Regions from separate parts of the Mus musculus genome. Here regions 2, 3, 4 and 5 are each linked to region 1. Evidence: chromatin contacts called from public HiChIP or PLAC-seq and promoter capture Hi-C data. All regions are on one chromosome and are shown on one strand. The core of a region is the stretch at or near the end of the contact, and the rest is flanking DNA. Distances in the headings are between cores, read along the strand shown.

Evidence for each region. Promoter capture Hi-C pulls out the DNA fragments that hold promoters and counts their contacts. HiChIP or PLAC-seq counts read pairs in DNA pulled down with a chosen protein or histone mark.
Region 2: a contact with region 1 is called in a promoter capture Hi-C map of pre-B cells, with 2.1 times the contacts expected there. The contact joins the promoter of Rab29 here to the promoter of Zbed6 in region 1. A contact is called at or near these places in 2 of 39 promoter capture datasets (liver and pre-B cells).
Region 3: a FOXA1 HiChIP or PLAC-seq map of pancreatic cancer cells shows a contact between it and region 1. The contact joins the promoter of Nucks1 here to the promoter of Zbed6 in region 1. A contact is called at or near these places in 1 of 39 promoter capture datasets (liver) and 1 of 115 datasets of contacts at active chromatin or transcription factors (pancreatic cancer cells).
Region 4: a promoter capture Hi-C map of liver shows a contact between it and region 1, with 2.6 times the contacts expected there. The contact joins the promoter of Timm17a here to the promoter of Zbed6 in region 1. A contact is called at or near these places in 2 of 39 promoter capture datasets (cranial neural crest and liver).
Region 5: a contact with region 1 is called in a promoter capture Hi-C map of neutrophils, with 6 times the contacts expected there. The contact joins the promoter of Lgr6 here to the promoter of Zbed6 in region 1. A contact is called at or near these places in 2 of 39 promoter capture datasets (neutrophils and pre-B cells).

Annotation. Positions count from the first base shown.
Region 1 is chr1:133,659,335-133,662,262 of GRCm38.p6, reverse strand. It overlaps Zbed6 (zinc finger, BED type containing 6), which reads left to right and starts at 1,378. Exons shown (of 1, transcript NM_001166552.1): 1 at 1,378-2,928. The coding sequence starts at 2,666. Zc3h11a (zinc finger CCCH type containing 11A) reads left to right here and starts at 864. Exons shown (of 18, transcript NM_001276767.1): 1 at 864-1,026.
Region 2 is chr1:131,865,834-131,868,761 of GRCm38.p6, reverse strand. It overlaps Rab29 (RAB29, member RAS oncogene family), which reads right to left and starts at 1,485. Exons shown (of 6, transcript NM_144875.2): 1 at 1,352-1,485; 2 at 987-1,243. The coding sequence starts at 1,110.
Region 3 is chr1:131,909,083-131,912,010 of GRCm38.p6, reverse strand. Nucks1 (nuclear casein kinase and cyclin-dependent kinase substrate 1) reads right to left here and starts at 1,553. Exons shown (of 7, transcript NM_175294.3): 1 at 1,261-1,553. The coding sequence starts at 1,277.
Region 4 is chr1:135,312,285-135,315,212 of GRCm38.p6, reverse strand. Timm17a (translocase of inner mitochondrial membrane 17a) reads left to right here and starts at 1,476. Exons shown (of 6, transcript NM_011590.2): 1 at 1,476-1,519. The coding sequence starts at 1,494.
Region 5 is chr1:135,103,706-135,106,633 of GRCm38.p6, reverse strand. It overlaps Lgr6 (leucine-rich repeat-containing G protein-coupled receptor 6), which reads left to right and starts at 1,358. Exons shown (of 18, transcript NM_001033409.3): 1 at 1,358-1,705. The coding sequence starts at 1,494.

The sequences.
Region 1 (2,928 bases), core at 129-2,628:
AAAAAGAAAGAAAGAAAAAAAGAAAGAAAGAAGGAAGGAGAGAAAGAAAGAAGGAAGGAAGGAGAGAAAGAAAGAAAGAAAGAAAGAAAGAAAGAAAGAAAGAAAGGAAGAAAGAAAGAAAGAAAGAAAGACAGACAAAACTAGCCAGGCATGGTAGCAGATGCCTGTGGCACTAGCACTCAAGGAGAGGAAGAATTGCTAAAGATTGGAGGCTAGCCTGGTCTACAGAGCAAGTTCCAGGTTAGGAGTTCATAGTATATCTGTCTCAAAAGCCAAAACAAACAAACAGATAAATGTGATTAAGTAAAGGAAAGCATCCAGAGCAGAACTTCTGCTATGGAAGTCCTTCAACTTTGCAAGAGAAAAGTAGTTTTTGTTTTTGTTTTTGTTTTTGTTTTTGTTTTGTTTTGTGATACAGGACTCTCTAAATAGTCCTGGCTGTTTTGGAACTCACTATATAGATCTGGGTGTTCTCAAACTCACAGAGACTTGCTTGCCTCTGCTTCTTAAGTGCTGCCACAACAGGTCAGTTAGTTCGGAGCTAATTTTTAATTAAATGTCTATCAGGTTTGGAAGGCTCATTATACACACTCTGGTTAACATAAATTGAATGTTTGGTATCTGGTAGACAGGTTTCTTGCTTCTCTCCTTGATTTTACAACAAAACAAAACTTTCGTGAAGAATAATTTTCTGATAGGCATCCGGGTCCACAGAAAGAAATTCCGGTCCCCGTGCCTCCGTGACACGTGACCCTATGACCCAAGAAGCCATTTTAAGGCTGGCCTCATAGAGGAAACTACAACTCCCAGAATGCCTGCGCTTTGCGTCGTGCTGGCACTTTCACTGGCCCAGCCTTAAAGGCGAGCCTGTAGCCGGGCGCCATCTTTGACGCTGGCAGTCCTGGGTTTCTGCTTGTTCGGCTGCTGTGAGGACGGCGGGCGACCGCAGCTAAGAAAAGAGAAAGACGTGGCAGCACGCGGGAGTCGGAGACATTGTCATCGGTTCGGTAAAGTTTCTGTTCTCTGGTAACTAGACCCATTTTTTGATTCCCGGGTGACTTGGGGCCTGGGAGGGAGAAGAGGGCGAGGGGAGTGGCAGCGGCCTCCCCTCGCCCGACTTTCGGCCTAGCCCGGGAAGTCTGAACCGGGCCCATCAGCACGGCAGCTACCCGGACTCCCGCCGGCGGCCCCGGCCTGCTGGGCTCCTAGGCAGACTTCAGCTCACTTTCCCACCCTCCCTGCCCCCACCCGCTCCGCCCCACCCCCACGGCGCCTGCTCCCTTACTTACCAACCTCTTCCCCCTCCCCCCACATCCGGTGTTCCCGAACCGGGATTCCCGGGTAGCCCCGGAAAAGCGACTGTTTCGGACCCCCGGAGGGGGAACTGACACTAGGTTGCTCTCTTCCGGGAATCAGTTTCTTTAGTTAGCTGGCCCTCCCTCCCGAGATCAGATCAAGTGCCTGGACCCGACTTTACCTCCTCGCCTTCCTCTCTAGGGTCCCACTACTTTGGAGGTTTTCTAATATTCCACATACAGAGTCGAATTCTGGTATCCTATTCCCATTCCCTACCCTGATTACTCTCCCGCCCAAGCCTTCATCCTCGAAGTCAAGAGCTACAGGGACTCTTCGTTCTTGTAGGATTGGTGAGATCGTACGAAGAACACCCCTTAGACGCCCATAATCGGTGCGGATCCCCATGGGGAAGGCTCGTTTTGTTGACATCTACCAGGCTTTGGTTCTGAACCCAGAGAAGGCGGCTGTGCAGCTAGTGGTAGCCATGCTTTCGTAGGGTAAACGTGTTGGTATTGAGGGGAGGGGAGGGGGCCCACGGAAAAGGAATGGAAGTGGTTTAAAGCTTATTTTAGTTTGGCTGCTCATAGAATGTCAATTTATGAGTTATTTACAGGTTGTATGTAATGTTGCTTCAGTCTAAAAATATGAACTCTTGATAGAAACCGTAAATGAAGAATATAGCTTGTTACCTTGTTTTGAAATTTTATTTCCAGTTAATTTTTCTTCAGCCACCTATAGTTTTCAAAATATCAGAACAGAAAGGGCACAGCTAGCGCTTACTGCTAATGCCTAGTATGTGGAATCTGATTTAGCTGGCCGGAATTGACTTTTTAGGTTGTATTGGCAAGTCAGTCTTAAATGATGACTGTTGAGTGGTGCACTAAGCTTAAGTGAAATTTCCTGAAAATATTCCCGAAGTTAAGGGAAAGCCAGTGTTGTTGTCGTGTGGATTCACTAAAAGTACATATTTTAAGAACTGAAGGCATTTCCAGCAGATGAAGTTCTTGATTCGGCAGCAAGAACGTGAACCTGCAATTTGGAAGACTTAACCTTTAGCTGCTCCAGATCCCATGACGGTGGGAAAATGGGCCTCGGTTCTCTTTTCTATAACATAAGGACACTGGACGATTTGAATTTGAAAGTTACAAGAACTCCTAAAGCCCTGCAAGACAGAGTTTGGGAATGTTCTCCATTGCTGTCATTTTTCCTCCAAAAATAACCTGGCTTGGAAATCATCAGTTGAAAGGGAATTTGACTCCCCATAGAAACTGGAGGAAAGGTAATACAAGTGGAGAGGGTCAGCTGTATTTCTGCCAGAGTAATAAACCCACTGAGAGGTTCTGGTCCGCATTGTGGAGACATAAAGAGAATGAGTGTATGTACTCTAAGTGTACCAGTTTCCTCAATCTCTCCTGGCAGAAGATGCAGTACTTTTGGTGATGCTGGGATTCTGGGGTGCGTTTCCATTAATTCAAACACAGACGAAGACGATGTGGTAGAGGGAAAGATGGTGGCAGAAGGAGCGAATAAAGAGACAAAATTGCCTGCTAAAAAGAAAAGAAAGAAGGGTTTGCGAATTAAGGGGAAAAGACGCCGAAAAAAATTGATTCTTGCCAAAAAGTTTAGTAAGGA
Region 2 (2,928 bases), core at 236-2,735, 1.8 Mb after region 1:
GTGGGCAAAGTAGTCAGGAAACAGTTTTTGAAATATTCTATAAAGTTTTCATTTCAAAGAAAAGAGTTAATAAAAAAACTTTCACATGTAAATCTGTGTTGGTACAAATGTAATTTTATGTGCTGGGCGTGGTGGCGCATGCCTTTAATCCCAGCACTTGGGAGGCAGAGGCAGGCAGATTTCTGAGTTCAAGGCCAGCCTGGTCTACAGAGTGAGTTCCAGGACAGCCAGGGCTATACAGAGAAACCCTGTCTCAAACAAAACAAAATAAAAAAAACAAATGTAATTTTATTCTTTCACATTACTGTAACCTTGTTAACTACCTTCTCCTTGTGGTGGTGGTGGAGGTGTGTGTGTGTCTGTGTGTATCTGTGTCTGTGTCTGTGTGTTTGGGGTAGACAGACCGACAGGTGGACAGTTCAGCAGAGTCCAAAGGCCACACTGGGAAAGAAATGAATTTACTTTTAGTGCTTCTTTCTCTCTTCCTCCCTGCCTTCCCCAGTGCAAGAGAAGACGACAGGCCACTCGAGGGTATTTCACATTCTTTCGTGAATTCCTCACATTTCCCACTCAGTTCACTAATGACACCATAGGGCTCATCAGACCTGACCGGAATCTGTCCTCCAGTCTTCCCCACACCTCTGACTGCTTAGCTCCTGGGCTTTCCTCCTAAGGTAACGGGGTTCTTTCCTCAACACCCGTCGGATGCTGGTAGGAAGCAGGGTAACTGCCCCAGCCTGCACTTGAACCGGGACTCAGCTGACTTTGCTGACTGGAGAAGTTGCTCTGGGCAGCGCATGGCTGCGGGAGGGCTCTGCTCTCTGCGGTGAATAGTCCCCGGCTCAGACCCCTTCACCATCTCTCACCTGTATACTTTGGCCCTATCTTTGTAGGTAGGCTGGGGACCCCTTAGAGGCAACCTCGGTACCCAGAGGCTACCGGCTGCGAGCCTCGACCCCTGCTCCTAGTCACCCGTGACCGCTCACCTCCCACGGTGGACTTGTAGTGCTTGCTGAAGCTGTCCTGGGAGTAGCGCTGGACCAGAGACGTCTTGCCAACGGCGGCGTCCCCCACCACCAGCACTTTAAACAGGTGATCTCGGCTGCCCATGGCTAGTGGTGGGGAGAGGTTTTTTGATAGTTTGTTTTTCCGGGAAGTCGCTTATTTCAACCCCTTTGGCTCCCGGGTTCTCTTCCAATTGAAGTCAGGCATCTCCACCCTCGGTTGGTTGAAGCTTCTCTGACTGGAAAGCAGAAAAGGAAACTTTTGCACTCGGCCTGTGCGCGCTTCCTCCCCGCGCGGCCGCAGCCTGGGTGGGGCGGGTACCAGCTCGACCCTCCGCGATTGGCACCTTCCTTTCAGGGACCTCCGAGTCGCTCGCCAGCATTGAACCGTGGCCAGCACCTTGCTTAGAGAAGTACAGATGACTTAGACCCTTTCTCGGACCGCACACACAAAATTGAGGTTGTGCAGAGTCCTTGTCCGGTCCCCGTCCTGCCACTGGCGGCGCACTTCCCAGTCTTCCGTCAAAAACGTTGTGAGCCCCACTGCTCGGAGAACTACATTTCCCAGTGTGCCTCTTGGTAAAGCGACCAGACCAGTGTGGCGACTTGCCACGTACACTCTTGGGAAATGTAGTTTCCTAGCTATCTTGAGCAAATTTACATAAAAGTTTTAAGGTTTTCAAACTTTAAAGAATTTAGAAATCTATTTAAAAACAATTCTAAAGTTTGGCGTCGAAGCACAGGTTTGCAATCCAGGCCTTGGGGAGATGGAAATAGGAGGATCATAAAACCCTAGTTCATCCATCGTCTTCTGCAACAAGTGTGTTCAAGGACCCCTAACCCCACCACTTCCTCTCCCCAGAGCAAGACAAGAGATTGGAAGCAACTTTGGGTCACCCTGAACTACGTAGACCATGATCTCTCCTGTCTAAATCTTTCCCCCAGATGTTTTCTTAAAATCACATTTTAAAGATTTCTAGACGGCCTTTCTTATTAGCCATATTTTAAAGGTTTTATAACACAAAGATAAATGTCCAAGTTCCAAGTGAAGTCCATTTCCTGTTGTCTTAACTACAGAGTCAAATCTCGAGCCTTGTAAAGACAAGGTCAAATTTTCCATATGACCAATAACAGGCACATTTGGGGACATTTGACCCAAAAGATCAACCTTTTAAAAAAAATCTATGTCAAAAGTTACAACACTTAATAACTAGCTATAGCAATAACAATGCAGAATAAACAAGAGATAGTTCCTCATTGACACTTCCACATTTCTTACACCAGCCACGCATAGCGTTTGAGCACCAGGACATTTCCTTTTGTTGCTGCTATTAATTCTGAATACTCATAAAATGATTGGCAAATATTTTTACTTTTCCTACCTGTAATTTTTCTGTCCTGCCTGTCCTTTAGCTAGAAATTGTGGCTAGTAGAATAAGCTTCACTTTTTTCCCCTTTTGGCTGTTTTGTTGTTGTTTGTTTGTTTGTTTGTTTGTTTTTTGTTTGAGAGAGGATTTTCTGTAGCCTAAGTTGGTGTCAACTTCTGACAGTAGACCATAGAACTTGTGGTTCAATTGTAACAACATCCAGTTTTGTAGTTTTGGAGAGTAAATCCAGGCATGCTAGGCAAGTCCTCTACCATCGGAGCTACATCTCCAGCCCTCCTCCTCCTCCTCTCCCTCCTCCTTCTCCTTCTCTTCTTTCTTTTTTCCTTTCGACAGAGTCTATGTAGCCCAGGCTGGCTTTGAGCTCCAGATCCATTTGCTTCTGTTTCTGCTTCTACTCCCTCCACTGGAATGCATGCACACAGTATGCAGCTTTGTGTGTGTGCTCATGTGCGCAAGCTCGTACACATTTGGGGCTGGTTTCTTCCACTACTCTCTCCCTTCCTCTCTCTTAAAAACTGGAAATTTAAAGTTAGTAA
Region 3 (2,928 bases), core at 304-2,803, 1.8 Mb after region 1:
CACTATAACCTGGAACAGTCATATTGACTACTTCCCAAACATCACACAGAAGACATGGTAATTTGGAGGTGCAGGTTAAAACAGAATGGAAAAAGCAAGCTGGTAGGTAATTCATCCTCCGCAGTTCCCTCTCGCGAGTGGGAGGGGTGGTAATCTACCACCAATAGATTATCTTGTCAAGGAGACATAGTGGGGCACAAAACCGTTGCCAGATCCAAACCTCTCCTTGGTATTGGGATACTTTCGATACCAAAACTTGAAATGAATTCATAACTGTAAAAATAGTTAAGAACTAAAGGCAATGGGGCCAGGTAAAGCTCCTTTACAAGTAACATCTATTGACTTTGGTCTCGGTCTCTGTCCCTCTGTCTCTCAGGCCTTAATAGATTGGACTAAACCACACCCTCCACCCAAGCCACATTCTATACAACAGCTCTGGAGGGCATTAAAGGGGAGCCCACCGAGTGAGGGGAAACCGAAAACTTCTTGAAGCCATGTGAATAAAAGTCTGATCGCTAGTGGATCGTAGTCCATTTACGATTAACGTCACACGGGGAAAGAGAGGGTTACAGAAGTAGCAAGAGACGCGTACTGCGGGGTGAGGGGGAACGAGAACCACACGGGATTTGGGTTAACAAGCACGTCCCTGGAGGAAGGGCATTTGTCTGCAAGCGGTGGAAAGAGAAAACTTGGGGTTAATGCGTTCAGAACTCCCAAGTGGGGAGAGGCTGTGGCCCTTATTTTACGGGGCTCAGTGTCAAAACTCACTTTTGCCCCAAGGGGAAAGGAAAACGTGGGTTCCGCCCAGGCCGGGCTAGGAGGCGGGGCCTGCCGCGACCCCGAGAATGGAGGCGGGGCCGGGCGGCGGGGCACAAGCAACTCGCTCGCCAAAACGCTAAGCCGGCGAGCCTCTGGAGGACCGAGTCCTCCGTGTTCGCACCCGGGTCGGCCGTAGGCTCCAACAGGGCCCAGGGGTGCGGCCTATGGTGTGCCTGGTGCGCGCCAAGCCCACGCCAGGGCCATGGCGGAGGTGGGGGCGGCCGCGGAGCCGACCCGGACCCTGCGGGGTGGAGGCGACGCGCCCGTGCGCGCCGCCGCCATCCTGCGCGCCGCCGAGCACCCACGCGCAAGGGCGCGCGCGGCCCCCGACAGAAGGCCGCGCGTGGTAGTCAGGAGCACGACTCCAGGCCCGTTGCCCAGGTCCTTCGCCACTCACCCCAGCCCGTTCGGCCCGCCCCGGGCCTTGGACTCCGCACTGACCTGACAGGCCGAGACATGTTCGCTGTCGAGGCGCGACCAAGTCGAGGAGCCGAGGACCAGGACCCCCCTCCCCGCGCACTCGGCGCCCCACCCCCCCGCTCCGGCCGGCGGGGCCGCTGCTGCCGAGCCCCGGGCTGCTGGCTTCTCAAGAGTCGGCGGCTGCTGGTTTGAGGTCCCTGGATCTGACGAGCCCCCCGCTCCCCCGTCTCTTCAAAATGGATGAATCAAACCAGCCGAAAATGCGCCAAAGCCGCGGTGCAACCAAACCCCGTAGGGTTTGTGCGCTCCGCCCCAGCACGCCCGCTCATTGGTGACTCCTGTCAGATGCGCCCTAGTCATTAGTCCATTTGAATCATCACGCCTCCCAGCCCCGCCCCACTCCCGGATAGGCCCCGCCTCCTCCATGGGGTCCTGTTAGTCAAGATGCGCTGAGAGCGCACGGCCGCAAAACAAAAATGGTCGCCGATTGCCCGCCCCCTGTCTTCCACGCCAGAGCTGCAGATTCGGCTTGGGTTATATCTTGGACCCCCTGCCAAATAACCTGATTTATATAGAGTTCTCTGTGGACTAGGTGGTTCTGTAATGGATTTAATTTCTCCTGACTTGATTATTTTGCAAATCAGCTAATTGCAAGACTCATGGGATAGGCAGCAGATTCGTCACTTAAGAATTGGAGGGAAATTACTTAGGTTCAAAAATTTGACCTTAATCTTAGAAATCCTGTACTCTGACTTCAGCGTTAACCTCCCAGGGCTCAGTCACGCTGCTGAAGTAGAGAGTTGGGTTCACAAGGAATATCTTCTACCCAATCTGATCTTTGAGAGCTACTTAACACTCATTAAAACCTCAATTTCTGATATTAGCATTTCAAAGAGAAAGAGGTGATTAATGGTTAAGAGGGAGACTGGTGACAAAACGCTTGCTTCAAAATTCTAAGTCCACCACTTAGTACTTAACTAGGTTTCCTCTGTGCACCTCAGTTTTATGATGAGTAGAGTAGGATACAAGGCTACCTTATTACTAGAACTAAACAAGGTGCTATGTTGAAAGGCCTTTAGTCTGGGCTTAAGTGTTAGGTTCCGTTTTTAATAGAAGATAAAATTAGTTCGGGGGGGGGGGGCAGGGAGGCTGGAGAGATGGCTCAGTGGTTAAGAGCACTGACTGCTCTTCCAGAGGTCCCGGAGTTCAAATCCCAGCAACCACCTGGTGGCTTACAACCATTTGTAATGAGATCTGATGCCCTCTTCTGGTGTGTCTGAAGACAGCTACAGTGTACTCATATATAATAAATAAATAAATCTTAAAAAAAAAAAAGTAGTTCGAGTTGCCTCAAGACTGAATGCCTAAATCAGAAGTAGAGCACAGTATCTTTGTATTAATATCTAGGATTTACTTCCTGTTATAGTTTGGATTCCATGTTCCCTAGGGACCCATATGCCAAAGATTTAAGAGGCAGGACCTGGTAGAAGTTAGGACATTAGGAGTGAGCACTTTAACATGATGTGGGAACCTTGACTTGACCACCCTCTGTCTTTCTTGCTTGCAGCCTGTAAACACAATGTCATCTGTTTCACTTTGCTGAAATGCTTTTCACCATGATGCTCTTGCTCTCTACAGACACAAAGCCCTAGGACCAAGCAGCCCTCAATGGAAACATATGAAACTGTA
Region 4 (2,928 bases), core at 227-2,726, 1.7 Mb before region 1:
TTGTCTGAATTATCTGTGTATCATAAGTGGGCCTGGTGTCTGCAGAGGCCAGCAGAGGGTGTTAGATCCCCTGAAACTGGAGTAACAGACAATTGTGAGTTGCCATTTGTGCTGGGAATTGAACCCCAGTCCTCTAGAACAGTCAGGCTCTTGATTGCTATGCCATCTGTCTAGCCTCAAATATCTAGCTTTGTTTTGTTGTTGTTGTTGTTTTTTTTTTTGAGACAGGGTTTCTCTGTGTAGCCTTGGCTGTCCTGGAACTCACTCTGTAGACCAGGCTGGCCTCGAACTCAGAAATTTGCCTGCCTCTGCCTCCCAAGTGCTGGGAATAAAGGCGTCCGCCACCACGCCCGGCGTTGTTGTTGTTTTAAGGTGGAATGGAACAAGAACTCCCTTTATAGCTGGCAGTGACTGTGTTTTCCTGATAAGGCTGGTGAAACTTCATACTTTTAGCTTTTTCTTCTTTAACAAGGGAAGTCTGGAGTATCTCAGGATGGCTTTGAACTCTAAATGCAACTGAGGATATAACACTGAACTTCAATATGTGCCACCATAACCGTGTGTGTGTGTGTGTGTGTGTGTGTGTGTGTGTGTGTGTGTGTGTGTATGATGCTGGGGATCTGACTTACCAACTTAAGTATGACTATAGCCCTATTTTCAGTCTCTTTTCTCTGGGCTAAACATATCTCATGCTTTCTGGGTTATCCTTTGTGGGGAGGCATGGAAGAGGATCTGGCACCAACGACCCCCAAAATCAATGGTCTCAAATTGGCCATGGCTCCTGAAATGGTCCAATTGTCTCTATAAGATGAACACTTATTTTCGGGCTGCTAAATTGGCTCAGTGGGTAAAGTACTCGCTGTCAGCCCTGACAATTCCAGTTCTGTAGACTCTCCTTAGACCTCCATGCACCCACCAGATCCCGTACATACATCAATTAATAAAAATAATCTTTATTTTAAAAGTTATCTATTACATTCCAGACATTATGACTATATAGATCTGCTCTAAAAGAGCTACATATATTTATTAAAGATTCACTGTTCACGGCAAATTAAGTAGCACTATTAATAAATACCTGACAGCAAAAGCACTTTTTAAAAAATAGCGGCTGGATAGTGGTGACACACACCTTTAATCCAGCACTCGGGAGGCACAGGCTGGCTGATCTGAGTTTGAAGCCAGACTGGGCTACATAAGCGAGTTCCAGGGCAGAGAAACTCTGTCTCGAAAAAAAGGGCAATCAATGTTTATCCCAGGCCACGGGGCTGATCTGAACTCTGTCACTCAGTACTCCGAACCCCCGAACCTCCACGCCCTGGCCGGGGAGCCTCCACGCTCCGGGTCTACAAGGAGTCCGATTGCCATTGGCTGCGGCAGGAAGAGATGCTCCAATCCCCGTCCAGTAGCACGCCTCCGCCTGGGATCACTTCCGTCGCGGGGATCAATTTCCGCCCAGCGTGCCGTAGACTCTCGCGCGGGTTGGAGCCAAGATGGAGGAATACGCGAGAGAGCCGTGGTGAGTTGCCGCCGCCGCCCTTGTCCCTTAATTACCTCCTCCATCCGCCGTGGTCGGAGTCTGAGGTGCAAGCGGAGCTCCGCGCGGCTCGGCGCCGAGATCTGGGCAGCTGTGGGTAGTGTGGATGAGCGTGACAAAGGTGGCTTTTTAGCGCAGTGTGCCAGGACCCCAGCACCCCTGTGACCTTGTGGTGCATTGGGAGGAGGTCCGGTGCTGGGCTTGGTGGAGCTTTGGAACCTCCTCCCTATGGCAGGTGCTGTCGACTTTGTGCGGGGACAATAATGATCCCTTCTGCCTGCTGAGGCGACCTTGAACACGTCCCTAAGCCTCGCTCTGCTCAGTTTCTGCCTCGACGAAGGGAATGTAGATCTCCGAGTGCCATACCCGAGGCCTTATGCCTATGAGGACTAAGTGTCCCCACGATGAAGCATTTCAAATGAGTAGACCACAAATTTCACCCAACATCCAAGGGGGCTGGATGAGCTCCTTGTAGGCTGAAGCGGCCTTTCCTATGTGGAATTCCCGAAGAAAAAAGATATATCAGTATGTGGAAAATAGGAAGAGATGAGCTGCGTGTGTTCTCTGAAAAGCCATGAATAGACATAAATTCATTAAGTGTTTATTAAGTAAGGGCTGTATGCTTGGCTCAAGGTGTAAACAAGAGTAAATCAGGCATAGCTGTTTGCAGTAAATTAATGTAATAGCTGTCGAGTCTCAACAGTTGTTTGAATAAAGCCTCAGGTGTCACAAGCTAATAGATCTTGGTATTCTGGGTTTTTGTTTGTAATGAGCGTCAGGGTATTATCCTCAAATAGTGTGTCTGCCCAGGATTTTAAATTATTATTTGGTGGCACTCCCAAAAGTATGCTTCAGCCTTCTGTCCTCAGAGGAGGTTATCTCCATGTGTTGGGGTTGGATATGCAGGGTTTAGCTGGACTGTATAAATTGGTACTAGATGCCGTATAATGACACAGATTAGCAGGAGGGGTAATTTTGATACATTTGAGTTTTCCCCAGGTCAGGTGGCACAGGCCTCATGAGGTAGAAGCAGGAGAGCCAGCAAGTTTAAGGACAGCCTGGGCTCCATAGCAAGTTCTAGGGCAGCTGGGGTTAGACCTTGTGTCAGACATATTTTCATCAGAGTGCACTGTGCATGCTGGTAATCTCAGCACTTAGGTTCTAGGCTAGCCCAGGATACATAGCAAGGCCATGTCTTGATGTTTGATAAGTTACTGGACATTCCTTTTTTTTCTTGGTGTGTTCTGAGGCCAGCGCTGTCTGAAACAGTAGATGGTTTAATCATTGTCATAATACTTCTTTGTTGCTTTCTCGGAGTGCTTTAGGATCTATAAATAGAGTGGACAGAGTTTGCGGGGGGTTGGAGTACCAACTTTTGTGCTTAAGTTGGC
Region 5 (2,928 bases), core at 109-2,608, 1.4 Mb before region 1:
AGGGACCTTCTTACAGGCTCATCTTGTAGTTCTATCACAGCTGCGGCTGGAGCCCTGGAAGCACAGCACAGTTCTTTTGGCTTCTTGGTCTGACTATGCAGCTTCCCCTCTGCGGGCCCTGCGGCGTCCGCAAAGATAGAGAGGGGTTGATGAAGTGTTTGGGATATAGAAGTAAAAGGTGGAGGGTATCTTGGCTACCTCCGTGTGGTCCTCATGGACCATGGGGATCAAACTGCTCCCAACTTGGTCTAGTTCCATCCTGGGGCTTGGCTCAGGGAAAGATCTGGAGACCAGAGAAAGCAAAAGGACACGTGAAGGAAGCACTGCTAGCCCAGGCTGGCCTAAGAAGAGAGCTGAGTCTTGACTCCAGTTTTAGCCACTATTGCCCTTGCTCTCCAAGGTCCTGGGATTATAGATGGATTATAGATGGAATCGGGCCCTTAAGGTGCTTGAGCTGCATCTGTAGTACTGGGCCTCCAGGTGGCGCCAATCAGCCGACTCGCTGGCAAGCTCTGGCAACCAGCTGTGCGGAGGGCAGCCCCTCTGCTGTCCTGGGTCCCGAGATCAAGGTTCAGGGTGATCTCTAGACCTTAGATCTTATAGTCTACATGAGTTCATTTCCATGCCCTGTGCATCAGGTGGAATCTACGCCAGTTGCTTGGTGTTGAGGAGTGGCTCCTCAATGAGGGGGCCCCTCCTCATTCCTACTACCAACCTGCGACCACGTCCTTCCTCCTTGAGACCTTCTTCCTTCCCTGGTCGGAATGGGTGTAAAGGAGTGATCTGGGCACTAGTTCTGAGGCTGTCCCCAACTGCCGTGTGACCTTGAACATCTCTTTCTCTCGGGTCTCTTTTCCCATCAGCCTAAAATCTGGTAGTGGGGCTCAAGTCTGTGGAACTCTCTTTTGTTGTTGTTTTTTTGTTTTGTTTTGTTTTTTGTTTGTTTGTTTCTCCCCTGATGGTCTCTGGTCCCTTGAGACCCTGTGGCTGTTCCCAAAGTCAAAAAGAATTCGACCCCATAGGCCCAGCTCTGGGGCACCCTTTCTAAACAAGTGCAGGTCTCTGATGTGCTGGCCCTTCCTAGCTTTCTTTGGGTTTCTTTGCTTTCTTCACCGCCCCTCTCCTACCCCACGCCCCCGATGAAATTCCTGCCAGCTGGGAAGGAAGGAGGGAAGGGGAGCGAGCCACAGCGTAGAAAGTTTCCTTGACTCCTCCTCCCAGCCCCCCCACCCCACCCCCGTGTCTCCCTCCCTCGCCAAGCCCAGCCTGTGAAACTGAATAACGAAGATCACTCAACAATGCCTGCCCCTCTCTGACTGCACCGTCCCGCCGCCGCTGCCGCCGCCGCGCCCAAGCCAAGTCGAGCGGGGGCGTTGCCCACCGACGGCGCAGCCCTCGGGCCCGCCCGGGACCAGGAGGTGAGCCGCGCGCGCACAACTCCGTGCGCTCGCCCGTCTGAGCGCCCGCCAGGTGCCCCGCAGCCCGCCGCCGAGATGCACAGCCCGCCTGGGCTCCTGGCGCTGTGGCTTTGCGCTGTGCTGTGCGCATCGGCGCGCGCGGGCAGCGACCCCCAGCCTGGCCCGGGGCGTCCCGCCTGCCCGGCTCCCTGCCACTGCCAGGAGGACGGCATCATGCTGTCCGCTGACTGCTCCGAGCTCGGGCTCTCAGTGGTGCCTGCGGACCTGGACCCCCTGACGGCTTACCTGTGAGTACTCACCTGCTGGTACCTGTTATTCGTAATGGCCGCCTGCCCCGCAAACACTCGTTTGGTGCCCTTGGACATGCGCATCCCCAAGAGGGCTCTTCCTTTTCCAAGAGTGAAGGACTGGGAAGCTAGTCTTAGAACTTGGGAAACTGAGGCAAGAAATGAGCCTAGGCCTCCCTGCTACCTTTCCCAGGTGTTTCTCCCCCACCCCTATGGGCTTAATGTGGGACCTGGTGAAGTGCAGTGTGAACGCCAAGCAAGAAAGTGGTGTGTGTGTGTGTGTGTGTGTGTGTGTGTGTGTGTGTGTGTGTGACAGTATATTCTTTTGCTGTCCTCCTCAGAAGAACACTGCCCAGGATTGATGAAGGCAAAAGTTAGTGCTCTGTTAGGAGGTGAGGGAAGTTTGCCCTGGTAGGGATGAAATGGGTTCTTCCACCACAGCAGGAAGCGGCACTGCCCCACTGAGGCAGGGGGCTTTGGTGAAGGGTCCACGCAGCTCTCCTCTCCTTAGTTAGGGACTCTGCCAGTACCATCTTCTTGTGTGGAGGTCTCCTACCCCCTCCCCAGGCCTCCCTGAAGTCTTGTCCCAGGAGGCTGTGTTAGAGACACTAATTTGTGGGCAGGCTTCAAGACTGAAAACCAGAGAACCATTTTTAGAGTCTGAGTTGGGGTGAGGTGGTGCACGAAGGGGACCCTATTGGGGGTAGCCGGCTCAGAATCGGGAGAGCCGGAAGCTGTAGCTGATCACTACCTGGGCAGGAGTGGGTGGGAGCATAGCCCGGACCTCTTGGCCCTGACCCCTGCTGCAGGGAGAGGAAACCCCCTGGCCTCCCCTGCTATCCCTTAGAAGAAGGAGAGAAGGTGGGAAGATCTGGGTAGAAAGTCTGGCCAGAGCTCCCTCAGGCCTGAGAGAGGCTCTCTCGGCTTTGGGATCCTAGAATTGAGGATCGCTGAGGAAGAGGCAGCCGGGCTTGTTCCCAGAGGCTCGGCAATAGAGCTGGTGGGGCCAGGGTGCGATGAGAGGGTGGTGTCCTGGTAAAAGTGGGGGATCCTGAACTAGTGCCCCTTGTGGGGCTCCTTCCATATCGCGATTACCTCCCCGCCCCCATATCCTTCTTCACTCCAAAAGAAACAGTTGTGGGAACAGAAACACCCATATTCCAGAAGGACAAACCAAGTCCTGTACAGCCCCTAGGGGTGATGGGAGAGGTGGGCACAGGTAT